Linked DNA regions of Mus musculus: regions 1, 2 and 4 are each linked to region 3. Evidence: chromatin contacts called from public HiChIP or PLAC-seq and promoter capture Hi-C data. All regions are on one chromosome and are shown on one strand. The core of a region is the stretch at or near the end of the contact, and the rest is flanking DNA. Distances in the headings are between cores, read along the strand shown.

The links. Promoter capture Hi-C pulls out the DNA fragments that hold promoters and counts their contacts. HiChIP or PLAC-seq counts read pairs in DNA pulled down with a chosen protein or histone mark.
Region 1: an H3K27ac HiChIP or PLAC-seq map of extraembryonic endoderm stem cells shows a contact between it and region 3, with 4 times the contacts expected there. The contact joins the promoter of Slf2 here to the promoter of Nolc1 in region 3. A contact is called at or near these places in 1 of 39 promoter capture datasets (liver) and 1 of 115 datasets of contacts at active chromatin or transcription factors (extraembryonic endoderm stem cells).
Region 2: a promoter capture Hi-C map of liver shows a contact between it and region 3, with 2.6 times the contacts expected there. The contact joins the promoter of Pdcd11 here to the promoter of Nolc1 in region 3. A contact is called at or near these places in 3 of 39 promoter capture datasets (liver and neutrophils), 1 of 484 Hi-C or Micro-C datasets (embryonic stem cells), 2 of 115 datasets of contacts at active chromatin or transcription factors (double positive thymocytes and thymic regulatory T cells) and 2 of 9 other capture datasets (adipose tissue and liver).
Region 4: a promoter capture Hi-C map of liver shows a contact between it and region 3, with 2.8 times the contacts expected there. The contact joins the promoter of Chuk here to the promoter of Nolc1 in region 3. A contact is called at or near these places in 3 of 39 promoter capture datasets (the 3T3-L1 cell line, liver and pre-B cells).

Annotation. Positions count from the first base shown.
Region 1 is chr19:44,928,724-44,936,042 of GRCm38.p6, forward strand. Slf2 (SMC5-SMC6 complex localization factor 2) reads left to right here and starts at 2,396. Exons shown (of 20, transcript NM_001081225.2): 1 at 2,396-2,727; 2 at 5,389-5,432; 3 at 6,210-6,943. The coding sequence starts at 2,588.
Region 2 is chr19:47,086,917-47,094,666 of GRCm38.p6, forward strand. Pdcd11 (programmed cell death 11) reads left to right here and starts at 3,850. Exons shown (of 36, transcript NM_011053.2): 1 at 3,850-3,951; 2 at 5,866-5,984; 3 at 6,835-6,966. The coding sequence starts at 5,883. It overlaps Atp5md (ATP synthase membrane subunit DAPIT), which reads right to left and starts at 3,731. Exons shown (of 4, transcript NM_023211.5): 1 at 3,657-3,731.
Region 3 is chr19:46,073,213-46,079,964 of GRCm38.p6, forward strand. It overlaps Nolc1 (nucleolar and coiled-body phosphoprotein 1), which reads left to right and starts at 2,635. Exons shown (of 13, transcript NM_001039353.2): 1 at 2,635-2,937; 2 at 5,491-5,546; 3 at 5,664-5,809; 4 at 5,919-6,046; 5 at 6,696-6,752. The coding sequence starts at 2,818. RefSeq lists an enhancer at 2,544-2,615 and cis regulatory regions at 2,557-2,563, 2,586-2,592.
Region 4 is chr19:44,103,552-44,110,969 of GRCm38.p6, forward strand. It overlaps Chuk (conserved helix-loop-helix ubiquitous kinase), which reads right to left and starts at 3,926. Exons shown (of 21, transcript NM_007700.2): 1 at 3,737-3,926; 2 at 107-201. The coding sequence starts at 3,841. Cwf19l1 (CWF19-like 1, cell cycle control (S. pombe)) reads right to left here. Exons shown (of 14, transcript NM_001081077.1): 14 at 5,086-7,109. The coding sequence ends at 6,965.

The DNA of each region.
Region 1 (7,319 bases), core at 1,146-3,645, 1.1 Mb before region 3:
GGGCAACTACCTCCCAGTTAAGAAGAGATTTTTTTTTTTTTAAATCGTGCTTTCATTATGACTCCATCTCCGTTTATTGATCAAGGGATTTCTTGCCTCACTTAACTCTGTAATCTGCTGATCAGATTAAGAAAATGTGAAAACTATTGTTTGGCAGCAGGAGCAGAGACCTAAAAGTGACACTTGAGAGGCGGGAGACTCAGATACTATAATTCAAGAAGAGTGACTAATTGATCATGCAGACCATGTTCTTATGCTTTCTTTATTCTTTTTATGCGCTGAGTGTGGAATGGAACAAATCAGATTAAAAGTTTTGTGGCTAGGACTGTTTGGGAGTTCCTAGTGTAGAAATAGCCAGCACAAAGTCATCGAAGGGCCAGGAAATAATCTGCACTAAAAGGCATAAACATATTCAACATAGTTTTGTCACTTACTGTGTTCTTTTCAAATGTAAGGACTAAAAGCAGTGTAGTGAATTCTCAGTTGCAAGCTGCCCTGGGTTTGAGTGTTTCTTCTCTCACATTGTTACTACCTGGTATACAGCTGCGAGTTCTGGAGAGACCCGTGGTTCCTCTTTACCTCCTACCTGCCAGCCTATTGGTCACTTTATTCTCGTTAATTCTTCCTCTTGAGGGATACCAGGAAAGAGAAAAGGGGTGAATTTCAGGTCAGTCTAGTGTGCTTAGCAACAGAAGCAATTCAATCTCAGTACAATAAATTTGGAAGACCTGTTCAATTTTTTTGTGTGTGTCATTTAGGAATTTGCTCCAGCCAAGTGAGGGAACATTCCTCTCAGTTAGAGCCTGGACATTTTTGAGATTGATAGGATTTGTTTTCTTTTCTTTTTTTTTTTTTTTAGTTCCTTTGAGACAGGATCTTGCTACATAGTCAAGGCTGGACTCAATGTCTATTTCTTTCTCTCTTTAAAAAGATATCTTTTATTGCATTCATTTCGTGTGTGTATACGCTGACAGACGTCATAGGATAGCTCACCGCACTGAATCAGTTCTCTCCTTCTGCCATGTGGTCCTGGGTCATGAAAGCAAGTTCCTTTATACCATGAACTATCAGCACAGCCGCGGCCTTCTCTCTTGACCCTCCACCTCCGTCTCCCAAGTACTAGGATTACAATAGGATTACAAGCCTTCCCTAAAAAAAAAAAAAAAACTGGCCGGGTACTGCAGGAAATCTGAAGCCCAAAGGAAAGAGAATCTTGTATTTGTACCAATTACACGAGAGAATCTAAACCTGTTTACATTGCTGGGTTTTATTACTTAAAATTACCCAGAGAAGATGGGCAGTGGTGGCCCACGCCTTTAATCCCAGCATTTGGGAGGCAGAGACCGGCCATTTTTCTGAGTTCAAGGCCAGCCTGGTCTACAGTCAGTTCCAGGACAGCCAGGGCTATACAGAGAAACCCTGTGTGTGTGGGGGGGGGGGGGGGAAGTGGGGGGGACAAGGGAAATTACCCAGAGAAGTGAGTAACTATACCCATTCTATACACATGGGAAGTGAAGTTTTAAATTACTCTGACCAGTTCCTCGGTCTGCAAAAAAACCCAGCTGGAGAGATAGCTCAGTGGTTAAGAGTACTAGTTGCTACTTCCAGAGGTCCTGAGTTCAATTCCACCAACCCTAAGGTGGCTCACAACCTCATGCTCTATTGTCATTCAGGCATACATGCAAATTGAGCACCATATACATAAATAAAAACTTAAAGAAATCCAACCTAACAGCCTCTTCAAAGCACAAGTCCTTTACTGATAAGGAAAAGAAGTCTATGTGCTGCGACTTCATGGGGAAACCCATTAGAGACAAAACGCTTTGACAGAATAAAAATGTCTAATTCAATGACTGAGTGCTCCCCCGCCCCCTCCCTTACAAAACAAAACAAAACAAAACAAAAAAACGGAACAACTATATCACAGTATAGAAGATCCCTCACAGAACGGTCAAATCACATTATAAGAGAAGGAACAGAAAGGAAATGGTGACAGCATTTTGGCCTAAGATGCCAAAGTGACTATGAAATATTAGGGCAGCTGTAGCACAATCGTCACAAATGTTGGCCATCTTCACTACAGACAGCTGCAGGCTCGGTTTTACTTCTGCAAATCTCACCCCTAGCCCTCGATCAGGCGGCTGTCGCCAGCTGTCGTAACACCCGCCACTGCCTCTTCTTTCCCACTCCCACGCACCGGCCAAGGCCGCCGCGGCCCCGACGAGGAGGCGCGCGCCCCAGGCGCACGTGACGGGCCCGGGGAGGGCAGTTTTCAATCTCCCCTCCCCCTTCCAAAAAACCCGCCCTCTCCCGGCAGGCGGAGGCTTTCTATTGCGCTACCACCAGAGTGACCCTCAGGTCAGCCAATCGCGACGCGGCACCTCAAGAAAGGCCCGCCCCCTGATGGTCCTCAGGTTCCTTCCCGCTCACACCGGAGTCACTTCCGAAGAGAGAACCGCCATGAAGAGAGTAGGGGGTGCCGCCCACCTCTGCACCGACAGCCTCCCCGAGTCCCAGCAGCAAGACGGCAACCACGCACCCAGCTTCTCCAGCCACAGCTCATGCCGCCGTCGCCAGCGGCGCCGACATGACAAGGCGCTGCATGCCCGCTAGGCCAGGTTTCCCCTCATCCCCAGCCCCGGGGTCGTCGCCCCCGCGCTGCCATCTGAGACCCGGTAGTACCGCCCCTGCTGCAGCGGGAAAAAGAACAGAGAGTCCTGGGGACAGGTACAGTGCAGAGGGCTTGAGAAGGGGCCGGGTCGCGGGGGCACGGGTATAGGGGAGGACTACGGACGGCTGCTCTTCAGTTCCCGCCATCCTCAGCGAGCTCAGGCCTTGATGTTCTGGGGCCTGCAAGCCCTCGCCCCGCCTCCGCGCGGGGGCTTCTGGGAGTTGAAGTCTCCTTTTCTGTAGTTGAGGTGTTGCTTTTGGTCTAGTGACCACCAGCCTAGATGGCTGCGGAGAGCCCGCTTTAGGTAGAAGGTTGTTTTTCTCCTTTTCGAGCGCTTGCCCTGGGGCCCTCCCTTCTCGAAGCCTCTATTTAGATCGTTCTGATCCTGGTGGTTTCTTGAGTTTAATTATGTAAGATGTGATAAGGAAAACCCACGAATTACTTAATAGTACAGTGTACACGACCATTCATACTAAAAACATTTTTGGAATGCGCCTGTTTTCTCTTTGAGTGACTTTCTCCCTCACCAACAGACCTTTCTTTTTCTATTTCCTTTTTCTTCCTTTCTTTTTTTATATGGTAAGGATTTTCTGGGAGCTATGTAATGATGGAGAATTTCATCATATGACATCCTCTGACAATAAAACATTCAAATTATCTACGAACTTGGTACTGTCTTTTTTTTTTTTTTTTTAAGAATTGGTAACAGACGTTTTAAGTTTATGCTTTAATATTGTAGCACAGATTCACAATCCTTTATCTTAATTCTGAAGGACAGAAGGCTGTGAAAAACAACTATTTTCATTGCTTCCTACCACAGCCGCCTTGGCAGCCAAGCCAGGTTGATCAGAGCTAATATAAGGTTTGTGGGTGGTACTGAGTGTGAGTGTTGATAAGCTTTGCTGGAGAAATAGTAATATTTTGGCTACAGGTTGCAGCGCCAGATCCTGCTGGGGGCTGCACATAATACATTCAAGTTATTTCCCCTCCAAAATCCAATAAATTGAGAATTCTAACACGTTTGGTTCCAGCACTTTCAGATTAAAGGCTTGTAAAACTGTCATAATTTTTTTTAACCAGTTATACATAAGTAATGGATATTTCTGTGTGCTTGAACTTAGGAAACAATTATTTTACCTCTACAGAGTTCGTTTATAGTTTCATGGTTTACCAAAAGTCATTTTTCCATTCAGGTGTATTGGAGAGTAGTATTAGATTTAATACTTTAGGGGAAGGGTATGATGTTAATTTTTAGTAAAAATATAAGTATATCTTGGTTTTAATTTGCTGCTTCTGGGTTCTTTTGCACCTCTCCACTGCCAGAAATAGGCACATCATGTGTCTTCACTAGTATTTCTTCCTTTACTCAGTGGTAGAGTTAATTTACCTAATGTAATTGACTTTCTGTAAACAAATGCATGTATTCTCCCATAACCTGTCACTCATCATTTAGGTTCTCTCAACATACTGGTGGAGTCTAGGTAAACCAGGAAAGATGGTCACTGCTCTTCTAATGCTACCAGTAAAATGTACACTAGAGAAGGAGATCAGCCTTGGGTTTGGATTGCTCAGGCTGCCGTCTTGAGTACTGGCTCAGTGGAGGAATGTTCAGGGATACTGCTTGTTGGCTCTCTTTCAAACATGCATGAACAGATCAGAGTATAGGTTCAGGAAATAATTGTATGCCCATGTTAGTGTGTAGTAACCCGTACATATTATTAAAGCTGTTTGATTTTTTTTTTTACTTGTTAACTGTCCAATTTCCTTTTTATTTTACTTAGGTAGTATGATGCTTTTGTAAAAGTATCTTAAGTTTTGTTTTGTTTTAAGTATTTTACTTATTTTTTATGTGAATGAGTGGTTTTGGCTGCATGTATATTTGCACCATGTGTGTGCCTGGTGCTAGGAGACCAGAAGATGGCATCACATACCCCTGGAACTGGAGTTAGTCATTTGTGAATAGCCATCTGGGTGTGGGGAGCCCTGGCTTCTTTGCAAGAGCAACACATGTTCTTAACCACTGAGCCATCTCTTCGCCCCTTGAATCTTTGCTTTTTTGTTCTGTTTTATTTTGTTTTGTTTGATTTGCTTTTCAAGAAAAGGTCTCATTGTGTAGCCCTTACCAGGCCTAGAATTCACTCCATAGACCAGACTGGTCTCACATTTACATAGATACATCTGCCTTGTCTCCTGAGTACTGGAATTAAAAGGTGTGTGCTACTGCTCCTGGCTAATCTTAAGGAATCTTAGATCTTTAAGAAGAAAGTTTGAAACACAAGTTGTGGCTCATCCTAGCTTTTGCTGTTAGTTTAGGATCTTATAAAACATAAGAGATCAGTGTAAGAGTCACGGCTGATCCTCTCTACCTTTGCCTTGCATGTTCCTTTTCAGATCAACCCAATTGTTCTCTTTCCCATCTGCTGTTCTGCTCATGTTGCAAGTCTCTGTTAGACAGGTCTGTGATCTCTAGTATTTATCAGGTTTCTGTTTAAGTCTCAATTGTGTTTATAAACTTAGCAAAAAAATGGCTATATATTTTTTTAAATTTTCCCTTGTGGCTTAGCAAACTATGATTGACATTTTCAGTACTTGATTAGTTAAATAAGAAAGTGGAATTCAGCCCGTATTATATATCTAACACTCACGACTTGATCTAAAGTATTGAGGTTTGAATATTTGGTGTTGTGATGTCATATTAGCTGTGCTTTTATTTTCAGGAAACAGTCAATCATAGATTTCTTCAAGCCAGCTGCAAAACAAGGTATGCATGGTAATGTATTTTTGATGGGTTGTCTTAGAGAGCCTCCAGACTTTTGATTATACTGTTCAGGATTAAGAAATGTTTGTTATAATGAAAATGTGCTCAACAGTAAACCATCTCTTCTATAGTCTTTTTTTTTTTAAGATTTACTTTATGTATATGAGTACACACTATAGCTGTACATATGGTTGTGAGCCTTCATCTGATTGTTGGGAATTGAATTTAGGACCTCTGTTCACTCCCACTCCAGTCAACCCCACCTGCTCAGTCCCTGCTCGCTTTGGCTCAAAGATTTATTTATTATTCTACATAAGTACACCGTAGCTGTCTTCAGATGCACCAGAAGAGGGCATCAGATCTCATTACGGATGGTTGTGAGCCACCATGTGGTTGCTGGGATTTGAACTCAGGACCTTCAGAAGAGCAGTCAGTGTTCTTACCTGCTGAGCCATCTCAACAGCCCTCTACATTCTTAACATTAAAAAAATTCCAGCTTATAGTGCTTATATTATTTGTGTTCTCTAGTAAAAAGCTCACAAAAAAAGCTATAGTGAGCTTAGTTGATGTAGCAGAAGGGATTCATGAAACTTCATAAAAGATAACCCTATTTCTTAGTTTCTCTCATTCCCCCAAAATATATTTTATCACCACATATTAATTGGATTGAATTTTTTAGTAGCTTCAGTACAGTTAATAGCTAATATAAACATTAATAGACACATCAGTTTATTTTTAATAATGTGTGATTTATATGTGTTTTAATTGTGGCTGTTTTAGACAAACATATGTTGGATTCGCCTCAAAAATCAAACATCAAATACAGAGGAAATGGATTATCCATCACTGGGACAGAGCAATTTGAAAGGAAATTATCTTCACCAAAAAAACTTAAACCTAAGAGGATGTCATCAGAAGAAAGTCCTATTTTAGAGGCTTTCATGAAAGGTGGGAAGGAGCACCACAAAGATCGTGGTGTCCATGAGTCACGGCGGCCTTGTATGTCTCTAAGCAAATATTTACCCAAAGGAGCTGGCATCTATGCTCCTTCCTCTTATCGATTGCCCAAAGAGATCAAGGCACAGAAGAAAAAACACCAGTCTCCTGAGAGAAGGAAGTCACTGTTCATTCATGAAAGTAACAGGGAGAAGAATGACAGAGATCGAGGCAAGAACAGTGAAGACTCCAGAAAACAGGCCACAGCCACAGAAGGTGACATCTTCAAGCATAGCTCCAGAAGTATTAGTAGCAGAAGCAGCCTGTCCAGGCACCATCCAGGAGAAAGCACACTGGGGGCTAGGTTCCAGCTGTCATTAGCTTCTTACTGCCGAGAGCGAGAACAGAAGAAGTTGAGAAAGGAACAAATGGAGCAGAGAATCAACTCGGAAAATTCTTTCTCAGAAGCAAGCAACCTTTCCTTAAAGTCGTCTGGTGTAGGGAAAAACTGTAAGCCGAGGCATGAGCATAGCAAGCACACTGAGGCTGTACCTGGGAAGAGTAATCTCTCAACTCTGGTATGTACAGTAACTACTGCTGTACCATGCTCAGACCTAAGTCTACAGATACTTATTAACCCATAACATAGTTAAGGAAATAGAGGTGCACAACTTGGGCTGATGCTGGTTTCATTAGGTTATCTCTACTCTTCATTGAATTCTATATGTTTATTTTATTTATTTTGGTTTTTTTCAAGATAGGGTTTCTCTGTGTAGCCCTTGTTTTCCTGGATCTCCCTTCATGGACCAGACTGGCTTTAAATTCTCAGAGCTCCACTTGCCTCTGCTCCTGAGTGCTGAGATTAAAGCCTTGCACCACCACGGCCAGCTAAATTCATTCTTAACCCTAATTTTTACAGACCAGGATCAACGTTTGTTTGTTTTTTTTTTTTAA
Region 2 (7,750 bases), core at 2,600-5,099, 1.0 Mb after region 3:
GAAGTTCCAGGCCAGCTGGGCAAAAGAGGCGACCCTGACTCTCAAAAGAAGAAATGTAAAACCAAACCAATATTTAACTATCATACTAGCATAGCTAAATTACAACTGGCAGTGTTAACTGGCTATAATACACTGTGTGGTGTAAACTGGGATGACAGCAAACATTTAGAATATCTATCATATCATATAATAGATAGACCCTTCTATCTAGCTGAGATGTTTGTATCTTCTCCAGGAATTTACCTTGACAGAAATTATCACAAGGCAGAAATATATGGACTAGGAATCATCACCGAACACTGTTCACAAAAGCAGAAAGACCTGAAACCCAACATGGGACGAATAAATGACAATTGCTGTTGAAGGACAATTATATAGACCAGTGTACCACATGGAAGAAGGTCCCAAGTGATGTTAAATACCAAAAATCAATTCTATTTCTGGGTATTACAGGGCATATCACTGTTCACAAAGTCAGGTCGCTAGAGCAGCAGCAGGAAACCCAGAGGAACTGTTAGAAGTGCACACCCCCAGGCTCCTCCACAGACACTGGGTTAGAAACCCTGTCCGCTTACTTGTCTTAAAAGGCCTGGAAGGAATTTTAACACATACGCACATCAAACAAAACTAATGCTCAATAATTATATGGGGGAAACCCTTGGAGAACATTTTTTTTTTTTTTAATTTTTTGAGACAGGGTTTCTCTGGGTTCTGGAACTTACTCTGTAGACCAGGCTGTCCTGGAACTGCAGCGATCCGACTGCCTCTGTCTAAGTCCTGGGATTAAAGGTGAGTGCCACTACCTGGCTTTATTCCTTCTATGTAAGAAACTGCTTTAAAAGGAAGCGACAACATCCTGGGGAGATGTAGGGAAAAGTGAAATCATTACTGCTGCTAGGAGTGGGAACTGGGGCAGCCACTATGGAAGTCTGTGTGGAGGAGTCTCAGAAAATTAAAAACAGAACTGCCATACAACCCAGTTATTCCACTTGGGGTTTACTTGAAAGACTAAGCCACTGACCACAAGGCTATCTGCACGTCCATGTTTACTGCTCCCCTATTCACAGTGGCTAAAATACTGACCGTGTCTAGATGCCTCTCAGCAGAGTAGATAAAGAATGTGTGGTACACATTTACAGTGGGACCTTATTCAGTCAGAAGGAAAATGAATTGTCAGCAAGCAGGGGAACAGATGCAACAGAAAATCATTACGTTAATGACATAAGCCAGACTCAGAACAAATAACCAGAGTTTCCTGGTAAACAGAGCCCAGGTTTAAATGTACATGCATCTATGTATGCCTGTGTTAAGTCACAAAAGTAGAACGAATCCTGACGATTTGGCTGGGAGTAGGGAGCCATAAGGAGTGGGGTGGAGTGGAATGAAAGCTGCAGTAGTGACATCGTACTTGCTAACACTCAGCAAGTCACAGCAGATTCAAAACCATTCAGTTTTCTAAGTATGATGGCCTATCTACCACAGCTGAGCCACAGATTCCAGGAGCAACTTGAACTAGCTGGTCAAGGTCCAGGCAAGATTGGCAGACTGGTTAGCTTCTAAATGGGAGTAGGAGAAAACATAAGGGTATTGTTGCTATGGAAGCCAGCACACCCTTCTATTAACTATTCAAAGGTTTCAGATGCATTCATGCAACAAAATTTGAGACCTTAATTTTGAATACTTTCATAATGGTTACTGGAACAATGAAGAAAATCTAAATTTCCCTGGGTCTCTTTCACAGATCTTGGCCAATCTAGCCAAAGCAGGAAAATCACTATTAACAACCAAACCCTTCATAGTTCCAGCTCCCCTTCACTACACTCCCAAAGCATTCTTCTCCATTTACTTCATGATACATTCTTTAAAGTTATGAAGTAGGTTCTCATGAGAAACCCTCCGGAAAACTAAGACTCCTTGTCGTTGCCAGCTCATCAACCTTCTCAACTCTTTAAGTGATTGATACCTTTCACCGTTAGGAGGAGATTTGGTCATAATTGGTTAATATTGAGATGCTTAAATTTCATTCTATAGAATACTGCAAGAAGGATGATGTATTCCAAAGACAACTCATTCTGACTGCAGAACAAAGGGAAGGTACGGGAACTGGGGTTTTAAAGGAAGCTTAGATTTCCATCTAAGTGGTGTCGATGGTGATGTCTTTGCCGTCACTGTCATGGAGAGACAGGATTAATTCACTCTGTAGACCTAAGCTGGCCTTGCGTTCTGGGAGTAAATGTGTGTGGCACCACCACATGGCAAGCAAAGGTGATATTAAGGCTTAAAGCACCTTCCAACAAACTGCATATTGTTTTAGGACAATGACCTTTTTTAACAGTTAATATTGTTAACAATGCCCTGTATGGAATTTTTATTTTATTTTATTTATCTCAGTCTGTAGCCCCAGATGCCTGTACTCACTACATAGATTAGGCTGGCCTTGAAATTACAGAGATCTGCCCAACAGTGTTGGGACTAGAGGGACAAGCCATTCACACCTGGCAATAGGAACAAATAAAACTAAAATGTCCTGTCCTTGCAGTCATGTGCAAGCTTAGAGCCATTTGGTAGTGGAAAAAAATCACCAAAGACTAATAATTGTGAGCCTGTGAGTTAGTATTTTTTAAAAAAATGTACTACTGTTGAACAGCAGCCTGCTACAAAGTCTAAGCTGACAGGTTTTGCTTCTGTTTCTAAATAATCCAATAACTACTATTAAATACCACCAGCCTTTCCATGTGAAATGGGCATTTCATTAAAGTCTTGGGGTGAGCAGCTGCCCTTGCTTTGTAACAGGCTCCTGGATACAGCTATTCCCGTCTTATGGGCACCTATCTGGAGTAGTGCCATCACCAGGTATAAGGAAGATGAAAGTCAAAGGACCACAAGCAGCAAACAGCCTCTGTGGAAACCCTTGCACTGATCAAACACGGCAGTGACTCTCAACCTTCCTAATGCTGCGACCTTCCTTCTGTTGTGGTGAAACCTCTCTTCCCCCTCCCCCAATAAAATTATTCCGTTGCTCCTTCACAGCTGTAATTTTGCTACGGCTAGGAGTCTCGTAATGTAAATAAATATTTTTGGAGATAGAGGCTTGTCAAAGCGATCATGATCCACAGGTTCAGAACCGCTGGGATACAAAATCTAATCCGTTTTTAGAGCCCAGGCCTGGAGAACCGCAGGGCCATTCCACGTTTACTCTGGTTTTGACAAAGGCCACGGCGCAGGTAAAGGAGACCTGGTTTCCCGATCGCAGCTCGGAGGAAACAAATCGCTATGGCCATAGAGGCCAAGACACACGAACTCTGCCAGAGATGGGGTCAAAATCCAGAGTCCTCTCTCAACATCCACTGGATGGATGACCTTGGGGAGCTCCCCTCTCGACCGGCCTCACTCCCAATCCACACTGGGAAGTGGGGCATAAGGCTCTCCGCTAACCGTGCGAGCCCTGGGGCGCTCGTCACTCGCGGTGCTGAGGCTTCCTAGATCCGCCATGGGGCCCTGACCCTCATTTTCTCCAGCGCCTTTCCCATTCCCCAGCGTCTCCCCGCAAAAAGAAAACCTCGCGCTGTTCCGGGGCTGGAAAAACGGCCAGACTCTAGTCGGCCCTACAAAGCTCAATCACCGGACCGAGCAGCCAAGAGCGCTTTCTCACCCACCTTCGTCCGAACCCCAAACTCGGCGGCCGATGTCCTTCAACAAACCTAGCGACGAGCTCGGCCCGACCGGAAGACGCCCCCTCCCCGCACGCGACCGACAGGCCGCGACGACTCGGCCCTCGGCGTGGATTGGCTATAAACGCCAAGTCCCGCCCTTCTACTTCCCGTTTCAGCCGGCGTCAGACCCGACGTCAGAACGGAAGTAGCCCTGGTCTTACCTACGCTCGTGGACGAGTCGCGTGGAGCTGTCGGCTCCCTGTTCTGCGCGTGCGATTGCGTTGAGACGCTCCGTGAGGTATGCGGCGGTGGGAGCCTTGGGGCTGATGACACGGGAGCTTCGGCGTGGAGGGAGGAGACTTCATGCCTGTCACCTCGGCTTCCTGGCCTGGGTCTCCGGGTTTCGTGCTAAGCACAGTTGGCTTGGGATGGGAGGTCTTATTCCCTCAATCCCCTCGGAGCTAGCAGTTCATGCAAGCCATGCTGTCCTCTGCAGGTACCTTAAGTGCCTTCTCTACGTGATCGCCAGACTGTTTGGTGCCTCGGTCTCATCGGGTCTATAATGGGAACTATAGAGTCCCAGCGAAGTAGACCTTGTGAGCTATACTGTTTCTACGAAGCATGCACCCATAACAGAACAAACCTTACATTTTTCGTTCGTCGTCCCTTTCACAGTCTCACTCGGCTACTAAAGTTTTCTTCCTAGGTATCCCAGAACCAACCAGGCTGCCCTGCGTCTTCATTTATACCTCGTCTTGGTTCTCATGGTTTCCCTGATGTGCATCGTTTAAATCCTTACACTGGCTTTCACTTCTGTCCAATCTGTAGACTGAGGAATATTCTCCATTATTTTGTCACGTTCCCCATGGCTCTGAAGTACCAAGTAAACGCAAACTATTAATTTTTTAAGTATCTTTCACCAAAGAGCCAAATTATTTTCTAAAATATAAGTTGTTACCATGCTTTATTTTCCCTGTAGCTTAATTGAATAATTCAGCTTTTTAGAAAGCCTTTGAAGAGTTGTTTGACAGGCAACTGGTTGGTGTATTTTGAGAAATAAACTTTTTCTTTCTTTCTTTCTTTCTTTTTTTTTTTTTTTTTTTGAGACATAGTTTCTCTGTATAGCTCTGGCTGTCCTGGAACTCACTTTGTAGACCAGGCTGGCCTCGAACTCAGAAATCCGCCTGCCTCTGCCTCCCAAAGTGCTGGGATTAAAGGCATGTGTCATCACGCCTGGCAAACTTTTTCTTGTTTCTCTGTTGTTGTTGTTGTTGTTGTTGTTTTTAGCATTGTCTACCATCATATTTCTATTTACTATTATTATAGTTATTTTTGAGACAGGGTCTCATTATGGAGTCCTGTCTTGTCTGAAACTCACAGAGATAGGCCTTCCTCTGCCTCCCAAGTGCTGGAGTTAAAGGCATGGACCACCAGACCCGGTTCTTTATTTATTTAATGTACAGCTCAAAAGCATCATTCTTATGAAGTGTTCATCTTTACAGAATCCTGCCACTTCTCTTTTGTTTATGCATTATAATCTGACTTGTATCTTAAATTACTTTTTTCCCCCCTGAGACAGGGTTTCTCTGTATAGCCCTGGCTGTCCTGGAACTCACTCTGTAGACCAGGCTGGCCTTGAACTCAAAATCCGCCTGCCTCTGCCTCCCAAGTGCTGGGATTAAAGGCGTGCGCCACCACTGCCCGGCTTACCTTAATTTACCTACATTTTGTTTTCTAAATAATGTATGTTTGGCGGTATGGAATTATATATATATACACACACCTCACATAATTACAATGATTAACACTAAATGAACATTTGCTACATAGAATGCATTTCCTGGAAGATCGTGCACAGTGTATAGTTTGTGGTTTTGAGGTAGACAATATTGGAAAGATGAAAAAAATGGGAGCCTGACATGCCTTTTTTTTTTTTTTTTTTTTTTTTGGTGTTTCGAGACAGGGTTTCTCTCTAATGCATCCCTAGCTGTCTTGGAACTTACTCTATAGACCAGGCTGGCCTCGAACTCAGACCTTTTGGCCTGTCACCGTAGTGCTGGGATTAAAGGTGTGTACCACCACACAGCAGCATATGGACTATTTAATCATACTCTTGGATCTTGTTCATTGCTAGAAGGTTCTCTTGCCTGCTGATCATGTGCTCTATGAAGCCAGCCATCAGTGCTAGAGCTCACCATTGTCTTCCCATCAGCTGCAGAAGACCCCAACATGGCAAACCTGGAGGAAAGCTTCCCCCGAGGGGGGACACGGAAACTCCACAAATCAGAGAAGTCTTCCCAGCAGGTGGTTGAACAAGACAACTTATTTGATGTAAGTGGTGTGCTGTTTGGCATCTTTGGGAAGACTGAGCCTCATTGGCACCAGTTATTTTCCAGTTTGTTTCTCTTTGACTTCACTTCTAGAAATTGAACTTGTTAAAGAGGCTCTACCACCTCAGGCTTCTTTTGACGCGCACGGCGTTAAGTATTTGACGTTGAAGTGCTATTGTAATTTGTCCTTAGGGAGTCTGTGCCACTTGAAAAGGATGGGAAAAAAGGGTACTGGATAGTGAATTTTGCTTTGTTGTTGGTGCTGGGGATTGAAGTTGGGCAAGTACTTTATTCCTGAGCTCTGTTGCTGCAGTCCTAGTAAAGAGTCTGCGTTGAAATACATTCTCAGATCAGATTGCTTTCTAGGTGCTAGAGAGACAGAAACTGCCACCTGAGTGGGTGGCCTTAGTTTTACAGAATCTCTCCATGTGTATTTTAGAGTAGAAGTCACGACTTGATGCGGAGGAACTAAGGTTCAGGGAAGTAACAGATTTAGTTAAAACCACCAGGCTTGTTGTGGAAAAGCTTTGGCATTTGACATGAGCGTCTGTGTACCTATGTACACCTATGGCTTCCCAACTGGGGAACCCTGGTGTCCACCCTGCTCAACAAACAAGGACATAAGACATAAGAGGCGTTGGGAAGATGAAGGAGGCTCCTCAGATCATGGGCAGAGGGAACATTGGTGCCTGGATGCTAGGCTTGGGAGTGCAGCAGACATGAAAAGAACGGGGAGTGGCTTGGGAGAGTTTAGGATAACAGGAAAAGATAAGGACCCTATATGTGTGGGAATGGCTAAGGTTTCGGCTTCTCATGCTTTTGCATCTTTATGACTCTTTTTCTCCCTTTAGGTTTCCACAGAAGAAGGTCCCATTAAAAGGAAAAAGAGCCAGAAAGGGCCAGCAAAAACAAAAAAATTGAAAATTGAAAAGAGAAAATCCATCAAATCTATAAAAGAGAAGTTTGAAATTCTTAGTCTTGAGGTTCGTTAACATTTGCTTTCTCTTAACATATTCCTTAAGTTTGTGTGTGTTCTTCCCTCTTTTCTTCCTGCTTTGCCAGTATACACACACACAATTACATGGTTTTTGTGTATGTCTGTGGAGATTCGTGCAAATACTGAGAAATGAGCTTTGTTTCCTTTGATTGCTTACCAATGCCAATGCCTGGTGTCTTTTTTTCTGTTTGGGTTTTTTTGAGGTAAGATCCTAGGCTCTCTATGTAGTGAAGGCCCTCCACTTTCAAAGTATAGGGGTTACAGGCGTGTGCTGCTGTGTGTAGCCATCCTGGCTCTTTCCCCCCCCTACTCCAACCCTCTGTCTGCCCAAGTTTGAGCCTCAGCTTCACATAAACCGGAAGTGGTAGTGCGTGCCCGCAGTCCACTTAGGAGCTGGCCTTAGCAGGGTCAGAAGCTTAAGGTCTCCCATGAGTGCCAGCCTAGTCTGAGATACATAAGACTGTCGCAGTAAACAAAGCGGATCATGGGAATGCTTGAAGATGTGTGTGGTTTTGCTTGTGTTTTAGTAGAAATTAGGACTGACAGTAACTTTAGCAGTAATTCTAATCCTACTCATTTATTTATTTTTTGATTGTTTTTGGAGATAGGGTCTTACTTAGTATGTAGCCCTTGGCTAGTCTGGAATTCACTGTGTAGACCAGACTGGCCTTGAACTAAAAGATCTTCCTGTTTCTGCCTCTTGAGTACTGGTATTAAAGGTATGCCCACCATACCTGGCTTCTACTCATTCATTTTGTAGATATGAAATG
Region 3 (6,752 bases), core at 1,385-3,884:
ATATGATGCTGGGCATTGAACCCAGAACTTAGTGTATGTTAGACAAGCACTCTCCAGCCCCATCCCCAGCCTGTTCTGTATGTGTGTGGGAGGCAGCATATGTGTGTACAGAGGCAGGACGGTTTCTTAGACCCACCTCACGAGTCCTGACCTCTTCACATCTTCACAGCCCTGAAGCTCACTAAACTGGCTTGGCCATTGTGTCCCTAGGAAGCCATTCTCCGCCTGCCACACCTGGCAGTTTGTTGTGGAGGCTCTGGAGAATCAGTCCCTCAGGTCCTTCGTGTTAGACAAAGGTTTTAGGCACTAACACCCCACCCCCCCTTTTTTGTTATTGAAGCACTGGGTGGGGTTTGAGTTTAGAGGCTCAGACATGGGGAAGCAAGAGCTGTATTGTTGAACTAACGCAGCCACCCTTTCTGGGGGAAGGATAATTGTACGTGTACATACCCGTTTGTGCATTGTGTGTGGCGGTAAGAACCATGTCTGGATGCCAGAGATTTGTGTCCAGTATCTCGTTCCCCACTTTTGTGTTTTTTGTTTGAGGCAAGAATCCCTGGCTGGCCTCAAAACTCAAAAGATCCTCCTGCCTTTGCCTTCTGGATGCTGGGATTAAAGGTGTGTGCCACTACACCTCATCTGACGAGTTTATTTGAAACAGGCTCAAATGTTTAGCTGTTGTAGAATTTGCAGTCTAGGCCAGACTGGCCATGTTTCCAAGCCCCCTCCCTTTATTTTTGAACGGAGAAATCTAGCCAGTGAGCTCCAGGGTCATCAGTACCCTGCCAGCCCTAGGACTACGGATGCAAGCCACTGTGCCCTGCTTGTACAGCCGTGTCAAGGATCTGAACTCGGGTGTTTATGCTTGCACGGCTAGCATTTACACCGGCCCTTTCTAAATTCTGTAGAGCTGTGCAGGCTGGACTGGAATCCCGGTTCTCCTGCCTACTCTCTTCAGTGAGAGCTGCTAGGCCTGTGCATGAAGATAATTTTAGGATACAGACTCTTGTGGGGTGAAGGAGGTACAGTTGTTTGTTGGTTTTGCTTTTTTTTGTTTTTCCAGCCAGGGTTTTTCTGTATAGCCCTGGCTGTCCTGGATCTCACTCGTGAGGTCACCTGCTTCTGCTTCCCAAGTGCTGGGATGGATTAAAAGTGTGTGCCATCATGGCCTGGTTACTATGTCAAACTCCTCCCCTTCCACCTCCTTATCTCTCTCTATCCCCCCTCTCCCTCTTATCTTCTCCCTCTCTCAGACATCTGCAATTTTTGCCTCTCAACTCTGGGTTTAAAATCATTAGCCTCCGGGTGTGGTGGCTCATGCCTTTAATCCCAGCTTTCGGGTGGCAGAGGCAGGCGGATTTCTGAGTTCAAGGCCAGCCTGGTCTACAAAGTGAGCTCCAGGACAGCCAGGGCTACAGAGAAATCCTGTCTCGGAAAAACAAAACAAAACAACAACAAAAAAATCATTTGCCACCATACCTATGAGAATAAAAGTTTTCTCAACTGGGGTTAGTGTCTATTAAGTGTCATTAAAGCTCACCAGTTTGGTTTTGATCACCATCTTGGTTTGTGAATTTTTTTTTTTTTTCTTTTTTTCCGAGACAGGGTTTCTCCGTGTAGCCCTGGCTGTCCTGGAAGTCACTTTGTAGACCAGGCTGGCCTCGAACTCAGAAATCCGCCTGCCTCTGCCTCCCGAGTGCTGCGATTAAAGGTGTACGCCACCACCGCCCGGTGGTGTGTGTATTTTAAAAAAAACGATTTTGAGGCCGGGCGTGGTGGCGCAAGCCTTTAATCCCAGCACTCGGGAGGCAGACGGATTTCTAAGTTCGAGGCCAGCCTGGTCTACAAAGTTAGTTCCAGGACAGCCAGGGCTATACGGAGAAACCTTTCTGTCTTGGAAAAAAAAAAAACAAGCCAAAACAAACAAACAAACGATTGTGTATGCATAGAAGCACCTCTGGGAAATAGGATAACGGGTCCTTTTAGAAGGAGCGCCTGTTTTGAGGAAAGTAAAAGAAAGGTATTCACCGGAAGTGCATCTTTATTGCTTCCTGACCTGGACAGTAGCTGATACTGAAGTTTTCCGAATTCACTGTGACTTCTTTCTTTAGGAAGAAAGGATTTTTCTTGATCTTTTCCCTGGGATGGTCCCGTGTTCCTGTTCTCCGAATTGTAGATGGGAAGGATAACTGTCTTGTAACCTAGCTATGACTGACAGACAATGTGGGGTACCAACACCTTGTCACCACAACTTTTAGGATCCTCTGATTTGAGTCTGGGTCTGGGTGGTATCCTGAAGGACTTCACTGGGTGTGAAGGGAGGGAGGAAGCCATTGTCCGTGGGAGTTTGAGCAGTAGGTGACACCTCTAGAAGGGTTGAAAGAGCCTCGAGTTCTCCAGTGCACCCATTATTGTTAGTCCATTCAGTACTGTGAGGTCTCAGTAGCAGCCAGGGCTTGGAAATCTACAGTAGGAAGAAGCCCATTCAGCAAAGGTAATGCGCGGGAATTTGCAAGTTTTCCCGCCTCGGACAGGAGCGTGGCATCTGACGTAGAAGCTCCGCCTCCTTAGTGGGCGGCTCGTGGGCTCCGCCCCCTGCAGGATGATGACGCGTGTGGGACCGGAAGCAACTTCTAGATTTAGTCTGGGTCTCTCCTCCCGGGTGGAGGGTACGCGACCTCGTGTGCGCCACTCTTTTCCGCTGCGCGCCGCGCGCGACTTGATGACGACACTGGACCCGCCCTCGACCCGGGCTGTGCTTTGGTGTTCTTAAGTCGTGCCGCGTGCGCAACGGTAGTGACGCGTTTTACCCGGAGCATGGCGGATACCGGCTTGCGCCGCGTGGTTCCCAGCGACCTTTATCCCCTTGTGCTCAGATTTCTGCGGGATAGCCAACTCTCGGAGGTGGCCAGTAAATTTGCAAAAGCGACCGGCGCTGTGAGTCCTTGGTTTGGTCTGCGGGCCGGGGTGGGACGACTCTCCGAGCTAATCTAGGCCTTGTCGGCTTTAGAAGTTAAGGAGGCGAGGGCTGGGGTCTGTCAGTCCGTTGTCTGCCCAGCTTCTCTGCGGACCTTCCTCAGGCTGGAGGTCTCGGTGTCTCCTTCCACCATGTCTGACTAGCTAGCTCCGAGTATTACGGCTTTTACTTGGTGTGAGTTTTTGCAGCGGTGACAGGCATGGGTCCCTCGTGACCCAGGACATGTGGCGCTAGATCCCTCCGGGAGCATTGGGTTGGCGGTGCGTGGTTCTTCTGTACTTTTTGTTGGACTTACCCTTAATTGCAGTTTTACCTGAGACTCAAAGATTTTAGTAATGAAGGCTTGGATTCTATTTATACACTTGTTTGTTTTTACAAAAGAAGATGAGTGAGTGCAGGGATAAATTGCGAAGTAATGATAGCTAGGACTTCATATTGTATTTACTTATTTTTTTAAAAAGAAAAAAATGAATGAGTGTGGTGATAGGTTGCTTTCAGTATACTCTAGGAGTAGTGAGCGTCCGCCTGTGTTAAGTTGGCACTGAGCTTGGAGCTCCAGGTAGTGATGTTAGGCCAGGCTCTGCGGCTTTCTGCATGTATGATCCCAGCAGCCTTTTGTTTGAGACAAAGTTCATGTAGTCCTTGTGTAGTGGAGGATGGATATGAACTTCTGTACCTCTTGTCACAGCCTCTTCATGCTAAGTGCCTTACTGCCCTGCAGCACACTTTGTATACCATACTGGCCTTGAACTCAGCTCAGTCTCTGTCTACCAAGTGCTGGGATTAAAGGTGTATATCACCATGCTCAGCCCAATTTACAGCTTTTGAGTGAATGAGACTCACTGAGAGAAAAATGCACAAAGTAGTAACTCCATTGTAGGCACACAGGAACATGGGGTGAGTGACAGCTGTTATGTAAGAGCAAAATGTTTACTCTGCACCTTAAGAAAAGCTGTAGCGGGCTGGAGAGACGGCTCAGCAGTTACGACCACTGACTGCTCTTTTAGAGGTCCCGAGTTCAATTCTCAGCAACCAACCACATGGTGGCTCACAACCATCTGTAATGGGATCAGATGCCCATTCTTCTAGTGTGTCTGAAGACAGCAAAGATGAACTCACATAAATAAGGGGGAAAAAAAATGAAAGAAAAGCTGTAGTGTTCGTGGAAACACCTTGAAAGGCTGTAGGCCTTAGATCCTGGGACTCTTGGGTTATAGGCCACCAGATCTTTTGAGATAGGTTACTTCTTTGTAGCAAAATACAAAAAGGTGATTTTTGCCACAAAAGGAAAGATCAGGTCAGTCTCATAATAAGGGAGTTCTTTCAGCCGGGACAGCCTGACATGTGATCTGGTAATACATCCCCCAACCCCCCCCCCCAACTCCATGTGCTCTGAATTGATGGACCATCTAGCCAGTGCTCATTATTACTCTCCTCTTCTTCCCTCCCTCCTATTTTACTTTATTTTTTTGGTTTTTCGAGACAGGGTTTCTCTGTGTAGCCCTGGCTGTCCTGGAACTCAGTAGACCAGTCTGGCCTTGAACTCAGAAATCCGCCTGCCTCTGCCTCTGCCTTCCAAGTGCTGGGATTAAAGGTGTGTGTCACCACTGCTCGGCACCCTCCCTCCCTCCTTAAGGCAGGGTCTCTATGTTCTGGCTGTCCTTGAACTCACTATGTAGACCAAGCTGGCTTAAACTCCGATCTGCTTGCCTCTCCTTTCCATGTGCTAGAGTTAAAGGCGCGTGCCACCGTACCTCGCACCTTTCTGTTTGCTTACAGTTTATTCTGCACATTTGTGTTTTGCCTGCATGTCTGTCTGTGTGAGAGCTGCCATGTGAGTACTGGGAGTTGAACCTGGGTCTTCTGAAGGAGCAGACAGTGCTCTTAACCACTGAGCCACCTATCTAGCCCTGCCTTTCTGCCTTTAAAAGTCATTTAATTAGAAAAAAAAAAGTTAATAGTTAGAAATTATGAGGCCAGAGATGTCAGAAGCTCTGTATGTGGAGTTAACAGGTACTGTTGCGTCTCCTGTTCTGGGTGCTGGTAATGAACTCAGGTCCTCTGGGAGAGTAACATGCTCTCTCAGCGACTTAGCCATCTCTCCAGCCCTCAGCTAACGCTCTGTTATCAATTGGTACAACATTTCTAAGACTTTAAAAGATATGGAAAGGCACAGGGATATACCATAAAGTTTTCACGCTCAAAGTTAGGTGATATGTAAGCGTAATATTTTCCTCCTGAGTTATACAAGTAGGAAAAGTCTTAAGATGTAACATCCATTTTGAGTTAAGTAGGGAGATAGCATAACTTTTGAGACAAGGTCTCTTTACATAACCCTGGCTGTCTGGAACTCTGTATGTAGTCCAGGTGGGCCTTGAACTCACTGATCTGCCAGCCTCTTTCTTTGAAGTGCTGGGACCATGCCTGGCTGACAGATTACATTTGATCAAGGAGTAACAGAATCTGACCCAGAGGAGCATACTGCTTCCTTAGCCACGCCTCCTTTCTTACAGACACAGCAGGACGCCAATGCCTCGTCCCTCTTGGACATCTATAGCTTCTGGCTCAAGTAAGCTTTCCTGGTGCACTTGGGCTGTGTTCTCCCCTAGGTGGGTTGGGCTGGGCTGTGTTCCTTAGTTTGAGAAGGTCCTGATCCCTCAGAGGTCAGCCTTCTCTGCATCAGCAGGTCCACCAAAGCCCCAAAGGTGAAGTTACAGTCAAATGGACCAGTGACCAAGAAGGCTAAGAAAGAGACTTCATCCAGTGACAGCAGTGAGGACAGCAGTGAGGACGAGGACAAAAAAGCCCAGGGACTTCCCACACAGAAGGCTGGTAAGGCTTGTGAGGGGCGGGGGGCGGGGGGGGGGGAGGGCTCCAAAGAGACTGCCTGGCACCTGCCTGAGGGCGACTTCTCATGGGTACCTGCACTACTTCTACTCAGCCGCACAGGTCAAGCGAGCCAGTGTGCCTCAGCATGCTGGAAAGGCAGCAGCCAAAGCTTCAGAGAGCAGCAGTAGTGAAGAATCCAGTGAGGAAGAGGAAGAGGACAAAAAGAAAAAGCCTGTCCAGGTTTGTAGCCTCGGTTGTAAGGATGGCCTCAGAGGAGTAGTGGAGAAATGAAACAGGGTCGGGCGGGCGGTGGGGGCTGCTCCGCATTGCATGAATTCTGGGATGTGGAAGGGGAGGCTGAAGTTGAGGTCTCGAATGATGTGATCCAAGTGTAGACAGGATTCTCCTCTACCCAGGGACTTTGTGTTCTTTCAGGATACTGTGTAGGGCCCCAACAATACAAGTGTTTTGCTGGGAGCTGTTGACAAGATGATGTCAGGAACTGTTTTATCAAGCAGTTGGACTCTGTCTCAATATTCATATGTTGTATCTTTGAGTTTTTCTTGCCCTTTCAGTGGACTCCTAAAAGGATAAAGCTTCCAGGCCAGCCTGATCTACAGAGCAAGTTCTAGGACAGCCCAGGCTGTCTCAAAAAGGACTGTCTCAAAAAGGAAAAATAAATAAATAAATAAAAGCATTTTATTGTCTTTTGAGCACTCAGCTCTTGCTCATTGTCCTTATGTGTGTTTTGTTTGAGACAGAGTTACTCTGTGCAGCACTGGCTGCCCTGGAACTTTTGTGTTGAGCAGGCTGGCCTTAGACTCAGTTCTTTTCCTCCCACATGCTGGGATTACAGGTGTTTGCCACCATCTTTGTTCTCTTGTTTTAGCAGAAGGCAGCTAAGCCCCAAGCCAAGGCAGTCAGACCTCCTGCGAAGAAGGCAGAG
Region 4 (7,418 bases), core at 2,676-5,175, 2.0 Mb before region 3:
CATTCCCAAAAAGGTCTTGAGAAAAGAGGCCCCCGACCTCGTTCCCTGCTTCTGACAACTGTCTGGGCCGTAGAACTGAAGAACCTAAGTCCTAGCATGCACTTACTTTTTCATGATCTGGATTTCATGGCACCATCGCTCTCTGTTTTTGGAACTTAGCTCTAAACGACAAGACTTAATTGCTATTTTGAGATCAAGTTCCTGTCAAAATAGAAAATATAAATAAATTACATTCTTCTATAGGGTTACTTACAATAAAAAAAAAAATGTCAACCCAGGGAAACAACATTCTTTTTAGCTTAATTAATTAAACATACTGTCCACAGCTCTCTTTAGCCAACGTTAATTACATTAACCATAATACTTTTATACCAATGATTTGAAACTGACTGTCATATACCCCATAGAACACAAGCAAAAACTGACTGGGCAGATCCTACAATAGATTTCTTCAGAAGATTAGATATACTACTTAATACTTTAGAATATTGTCTCCAACATACTATGAGAAATAGACCAAGATCCCATTTCCCTAACAAATCCTTTCTCAAGCTTAGTCAAAACAACAAACAAGGGCCCGAAACTTCAGTACAAACAAAATGAAGAAGATAATTCAGGGCTCCCTATTAAATAAAATAAAAGAAATACTTTTTATATGACCAGATCTACTGTATAACAAAACCAAACAAAACCCTCCAAAACTAGATCCCAACCTTTACATTTCAAATGGCACGGAAAATCATCCGAAGAATGGTACATCAGTTCACACATCTATAATGCAAACCGAAGACCTCTTGCCTGAGATTAGTAATGTCACTGATTATAAATGAAAGTTATGCACATCAGAGGAAACAGCCAGATATATCCTGGCAACACCAATAATGCAGTCAGAACCAAAAAAGGCTATACTATGTTAAAAACTCCAAAGAGTTGTACAAATGTGATATCTCTAATACAAGCCAAAGGTGTGGTAAAAGCTATGTGATTAGTGAGAACAGTACCCAGAGGCCAAAAGAGGAAGGGGGAAGCAGGGAGCGCAAGACTTGGATGGACTAGTCTAACTAGGAACCAGGAGGAGGAAGAAAGCTAAAAGGTCAGTCTGGGGCTAAGAGAGACTACAAGCTAGCTTTAGCACTGGGCTCACTCCTTTCACTTTTGTTATAAACAGGCAGGTATCTGATAATAGTTACATCCTATATAAAGTGTTATCACAACAAAGCCAATAAGCCCTAAATTCTGATATGAATGAGGCAGAAAATTATCTATTTGGTATAGGTCATTAATCACAAGAGATCCTTCAACTCCTTAGTTTATATTTCACCTGAGGCAGGATTTTCCCTGTCCAATTACATTAAAATATTAGTGCAGCAAGGGGCCTGTGACTGGGCAGGGTAAAGGGAGGCAGAGCTAAGAGTTGCAGAAACAGAGAGTATCTCAGGAAGAGAGGAAAGCCAAAATGGAGGTGGAGGGACAGGAAGAAGATTCTGATCCCGTGTGGTTTTAAATAGCCACAGGTAGTTATGGGATAATCTGTCTAGCCTAGGTGGGCAGCTTTTATCAGTATCAACTGGTTTTGAAATTATTGTATTGGCATGTTGTGAATTGAGAATTTATTGATATATAAACCTGACTGGTTAATTATAAACTTCTAGAGTTTTGTTTCTACTGGGTTGCTGGATGTTGTGGTGGCTGATAGTGGAGTGGACTGTTGCTGTGTTGGGTTGGCATAGCAGCAAAGGGAACTTAGGAGCTGCAGCCCCACCGGAGAGTTGGCGGGCAGAGAGTAGCTGGATGGAACTCGGAGAGGTGGAGGGTCTTTTTAAATATTTACCACAACACTCACCTACCCCGAGAAACTCAATCTTTTCAAAAAGAATATTCTCTTGGGAACTTTATAGTTGCCAAACAACAACAAAAAGATGGGCTTTTGCTGTTGTTGTTTTTTAAATGAGACTAAGTTGGGTGTGATGACCCCCATAGACTCATGTGATTCAATGGTAGGCCATAGAGAGTGGCAGCACTAGGTACTGTTGGAGGAAGTGTGTCACTGTAGGCTCAAGCTTTAAGGTCTCCTAAGCGCAAGGTACACCCACGGTGAGACACAGCCTCTCCCTGCTGTCTTTGGGTCAAGGATATAGAATTCACAGCTACTTCTTCAGTGCCTCGTCTGCCTGCGTGCCACCATGTCCCACCAAGTGAGAACTGACTAAACCTCTGAAACCAGCCCCAACTAAACGTTTTGCTTTATAAAAGCTGCCTTGGTCATGGTATCTCTTCACAGCAATAAAACCCTAAGACATCTTTCAGTGCCTAGGGTATCAAACTGTACTTAATGTTTATTTCTGAGACAGGGCCTTCTTATGTAACTGACACCGGCCTTGAGCACGATATGAAAGCCACCCAGTCAGGTCTCAAACTCCAAATCCTCCTGCCTCAGAACCCTTGATACTAGGATTACAAGAGGATGCCACCATGCCCACCCCCTCTCTGAAACGGAAAGCTCCTTCAGAGTAGAACATATTATTCTTGTTGATTTGGGTACCATCAGCGCCTGATATAGCAATCAACTAAATCATTTCATGTCCTGTAATTGGCTTACTGTTTTTCTAATTAAAACGTATTCCTCATATATGATGTTCCAGAACACCATTTTTATCTTACTGCTCCTTTTATAAAAGTCCAAGTAATGAGGGTTGCCATAACTTGACAGTGGAGAGCTATCAGCGGAATTACAGTACCTATCTTGTACTTCCTAACGTCTCTGTTACCATCTGACTCAACTCTCAAGCAGGCCCAGAATGTATGTATATTCTTCTAAATATTTTACAGTCAACAAATCCTATACTACAATGATTGGTGTTCAAGATCTATTCCTTACACCCTTCAGGAAAGCAAAACCCTCACTAATAATGCACTGGCTTGTATTGATATGATTTTTTTTTCCGGAGAAAAGATGCGTTTTACTGACTTTTCAAAAGACCCACAACTCAAACATGATTAACTAGGGCTGAGGCTGTAACCCAACGGTAGACCATTTGCCTAGCATGTGCAAGGTCCTGTGTTCCACCCCGAACATTAACAACAACACGTTAAAGTAAGAAAAGTGACTGTTAGTTTGAAAACCTTTTAAGGACAGGAATAACTGCTGTTGTAACGGTTACATGTTCTTCGATAAATCAAAACAAATTTCCTGAGCCTGATCTTAGCTGTCTTCTGCAGAACAAACCCCTCTATTTTCTTTCCTCCGAAGCAAGGATCGATTTCATCATCTTACCCTCACCCTGGTTTTTACCTGAAACGCTCCAATTCCAAAGTCTGTCAATGTTTCCCAAGGGTCAACTCTGGACACACCCGTAAGGTTTCTCGTCTAGTCCAGTCTCCAGTGGATCACACCGCTCGCTCCCGAGGGAGTGTGAGCAGGCACACGGAGACACACACAACACACATACACAAAACACACAACACGCATCGGCACTCGACTTTGTACAGACTCCTCATCACCACACACAGCTGCAACAGCTGCCTGTCACTCACTGCCCGGGGACCTCCGACACACCTGGACCGCGGCCACCCAGGCTCACAAGCGCAGGATGCTCCATCGCTCGCCCTCGCTCACTGCCCCAGCCCCCAGCCCCGTCCAGGGTCGCGACCACCACTCCTCCCACCTTGACTGACAGCTCGGGTCCCAGGGACGCCCAGACAGAGCCCGCGCCACGGCTCCCGCCCCCCGCCTCACCCGGTGCTGGTACAGACTGACGTTCCCGAAACCGCCGGTGCCAAGCCGTTCCCGCATCTCCCAGGGGCCGCCCGCGCCCGGCCGCAGCCCCGGGGGCCGCTCCATGGGGCGGGAGCGCCAGCCGCCTCAGGCAACGCCGCCGGTCTAAGGCCGGTTCCGGGCCGCCGAGGCTTGCGGAGTCCTCCGTCTCGCGAGACTGCGTCACTTCCGCTAGCTTCCGCATGCAGAGTCCCGCCCCGAGCTCCTGGAATCACCCTGGGATTGGTGCTGCCGGAAACTGGGCACCAGCGGCTTGCCCTGGGCAACTTCCAACCTGCGAGGACCATCGTGCGTGCGGTTCCTATTTATTTTATTTTTGTTTGTATAGATATTTTTTAATTAGTTCTTTGAAGGTTTCATACAACGTGTTTTTATTTAAAATAGATCTCTCTCCAAACTCTAAAATCCACATTGTCCCTACCTCATTCACATTTCATCTTTTTGAGAGCCCTGCCCTCTGCCCCTCGAATCCTACCACACTCGCCGGTCGGCACCGGTTAAGGCCACCATAAGTATTAAAGAAAACTGCGCTAACCGCCCTGTTGATTCATTAGCCTTGTAAATCAGAATCTCTCCATAATCCCAAACCAACCAAGGATGTGACTTATTCCAGAGTGAAAACTCTTCTTCGCGACTTCGTGAGTCTCCCTACCGACCTTACTGTTTATCAGCCTTGTTCTCTCCGACTTGAGTTGGAATTGTTTCTGAGGTGCACCACAGGGCTATAAAGACAAGCCTGGAGGAGCTCTCGGTCCAGAGAGGCATACTTCTGAGTGGTGGGCTGCACAGGGAAAGCCAACCCACCTAGCCATTTGAGTGGGTTATCCACTTCATGGACTCTAGGTGTCCTGTTCTGAGACAGGATCTCAATACAGTCCAGCCTGGACTAGAACGTATTTCTCCGTCTTTCCAAGACTGGGATTACAAGCTTGTACCGGGCTGAAGCTAGCGATGCTAATAACTCAAAAGTGTAAGAGTCAGCATAAAATCAAATTCTCAACGTCAGCATGCAATTCGATGTTGTGGGTCACTAATAGTGAGTGGTATTCGATAAACTGGTTTCTATTATTTTCATATCTTTCATGGAATTGGAATATTAAACTTGAAGGTAATAGAAATGAGGCTCTGAGAGAGCATCTTTAGAGCAGAGGAGACGGTCATGTAACAGGATGAAACCTCATTTGCTGTGTATGGTAGAGCCAGGAGTGACAGGTGGGATGCAGTTTCATAATTTGTACTCGAGGGATGCTGAAAACTCCAGCCAAGATAATTCTGTCTAAATTACTCAAACTGGTTTCTACAGTGAGTTTGCTTTTTAAATATTCTATAATTAAAATGCAACTCAAGGTTTATTGCTATAGCCCTGTTTGACTTGGAACTCATTATGTAGACCAGGCTGGCCTTAAAACTCACTGGTCTGCCTGCAGAATGCTAAGATTAAAGACCTGGCCTTTTAATTTTTTTAACTGTAAAATGGTTCCTGTCAGGCTCCACAATCTTCAGGTTTCCAAGACTGTTTTAGTTTTTTTGTTGTTCAGAAACAAAATGGAGGTCAGGAGATTTTTATGAGAACAAAGTGAAACTGTTCGTGGTCTATACAGGAACAATGACCAATTCCTGTCTTCTGGCTTCCAGCTTGCAGCGTCCTCCTGTGCTCACACTGCTGTTTCTCCCTGTGCTGCTCCTTAAATCATAGTCATATTTAAGGTGGAACTGACTGTGTTTGCATAGAATCTCTTGTGCAGTGTATGGCAGAGTCACCTGTCAATAAAAACCCTATGGCCAATGAGCTGAGGCAGGACTAGGAGGTGGGACATCCAGCAGAGAGGGAAAAGGGTGCTGGGGTCAGGGGGAGCAGGGGAGGTATGAATGAAAGAATTCTGGGAAATAGTCAGGGGGGAAAGATTGGCCCTGAAGCTGAAGGAGAGGGAGCCAGCCACTTGGCAGGCCTTAGGATAAACTGGTGATTAAGTTATGAGCCAGCTGGGGAACCAGCCAAAGCTTTTGGCCTCAGAATTTATTCATGAAATATTAAGAAGTCTCAGAGGCCCTACTTTGGGGAACAAAGAGGCCAGGTGGAAAAGCTCTAGGTTATAGCATTTGCCCTTTTTATTTTGTAAGTTCACTCTGGTCCATACCCTGGCTGTTCCCGAAGCCCAATCACCAACCTAGATCTGCATGAGTTTGAGAATTATCTACCTGCACTCTGGACACAGCTGTGAGATAACTCAGGTGTCTTACACACATGAAACATTGAAAATGCACTCAAAGCCCTAGCCCCAATCCTGTTCTGCATGAGTCTTAGAAGAAGCGTCTAATGGCATTCTGGACACGTGTACTGGGTAACTCCGGTATTTTAAACATCTAACACAACACATTCAAATTAAACTCAACTCATGCCCTTAATCTGCCACTTCCTTTTGAAATTAGACTCTAAACTCTGTACCAAGGGCAGCACACTGGGGCACTCACAAGCTATACTCCTGGATCTCAGAGTATGTCCTAGCACAGCAGAGTTAACTATCTAAAAGACAGAATGGACTCTTTCATGTGAGGAAGATGCTGTAGGAAAGCAGTAGCAAAGGCGGGGCTTGGTGCCCTTCCCCTGACCGAAAGGAGCCGGGGATAGAACTCTGATCTCTACCGCACACACAATCTCATTTCAGTGGCCATAAGCAACATAAGACATCTGTCAGCCTTAGAAAAGTGTTCCCTTTTCTATTATTTACAAGATTTGGGGGGGCATTACTTTTACATTTTTGGGGGGTTGAGGGCAAGGATGGAGAGGTGAGATGGGTCTCACGTCATAGCCCAGACTGTCCTGAAACTCACTATGTAGTCCAGAGTAGCCTTGAATTCACAGCAGTCTTCCAGCCATAACCGTTCAGTTTCTGAGAAGAGCGACATGAGCCACCATACCCAATCTGAAAGGTTTAAAAGTTTGTGAGGATGAGGAGAAACAGAGCTGTTCTTAGAAATACATAGCAGATGTTCTCTTAACTTATCATTGCATCTCAGAATGACTTCTTTTTAAAAAGTCAATCAGAGGCCTCCTGCAGCAGGCAGGTCCATGGGAATATATTGAAGAGGCAGGGAGGCAGCTCCCACGAGACGGTAACTCCATTTTAAGAGCAGGTTGGAACAATCTGCTGTTCCAGTCGGTGACCTGAGGTGTGCCCTCCCCTTTGGCTAGTCATCCAGAGTGAAGTCAAAGGGTTCAAAGTCTTTCCGGAAGCGGCGGGCCAGGGCCTCCTCCTCGTCCTTGCTGGTTTGACACTGCCTCCAGTCAGCCTTCTCAGGAATGTTGAGAATAGCTTCGCTGGCCAGGACCTCCCTGCAGAGAGGACAAAGAAGAGAAAATGGGAGTAGTAACTGAAAGCCACCCTTCCGGTGTTCCTCTCCAGCCACCAGCTCTCCTCAGTGTCATCTAAAGAGTGTGTGGACTGCTTACAGCTCACACTGGTCGCCTGCCCTGACTACATCTCTGCCATCCTGCTACTGAAATCACTGCCATATTAAGTGTCCTCTCCCACCCCTTTTATTTCTCCTTTCCTGGAACAACTTGGAACCACCATATTAATACTTAGGGAAGGACACCAGATACAAACTAGAGGACAGCCCCAGGTGTCAGAAAGTCAGAGAC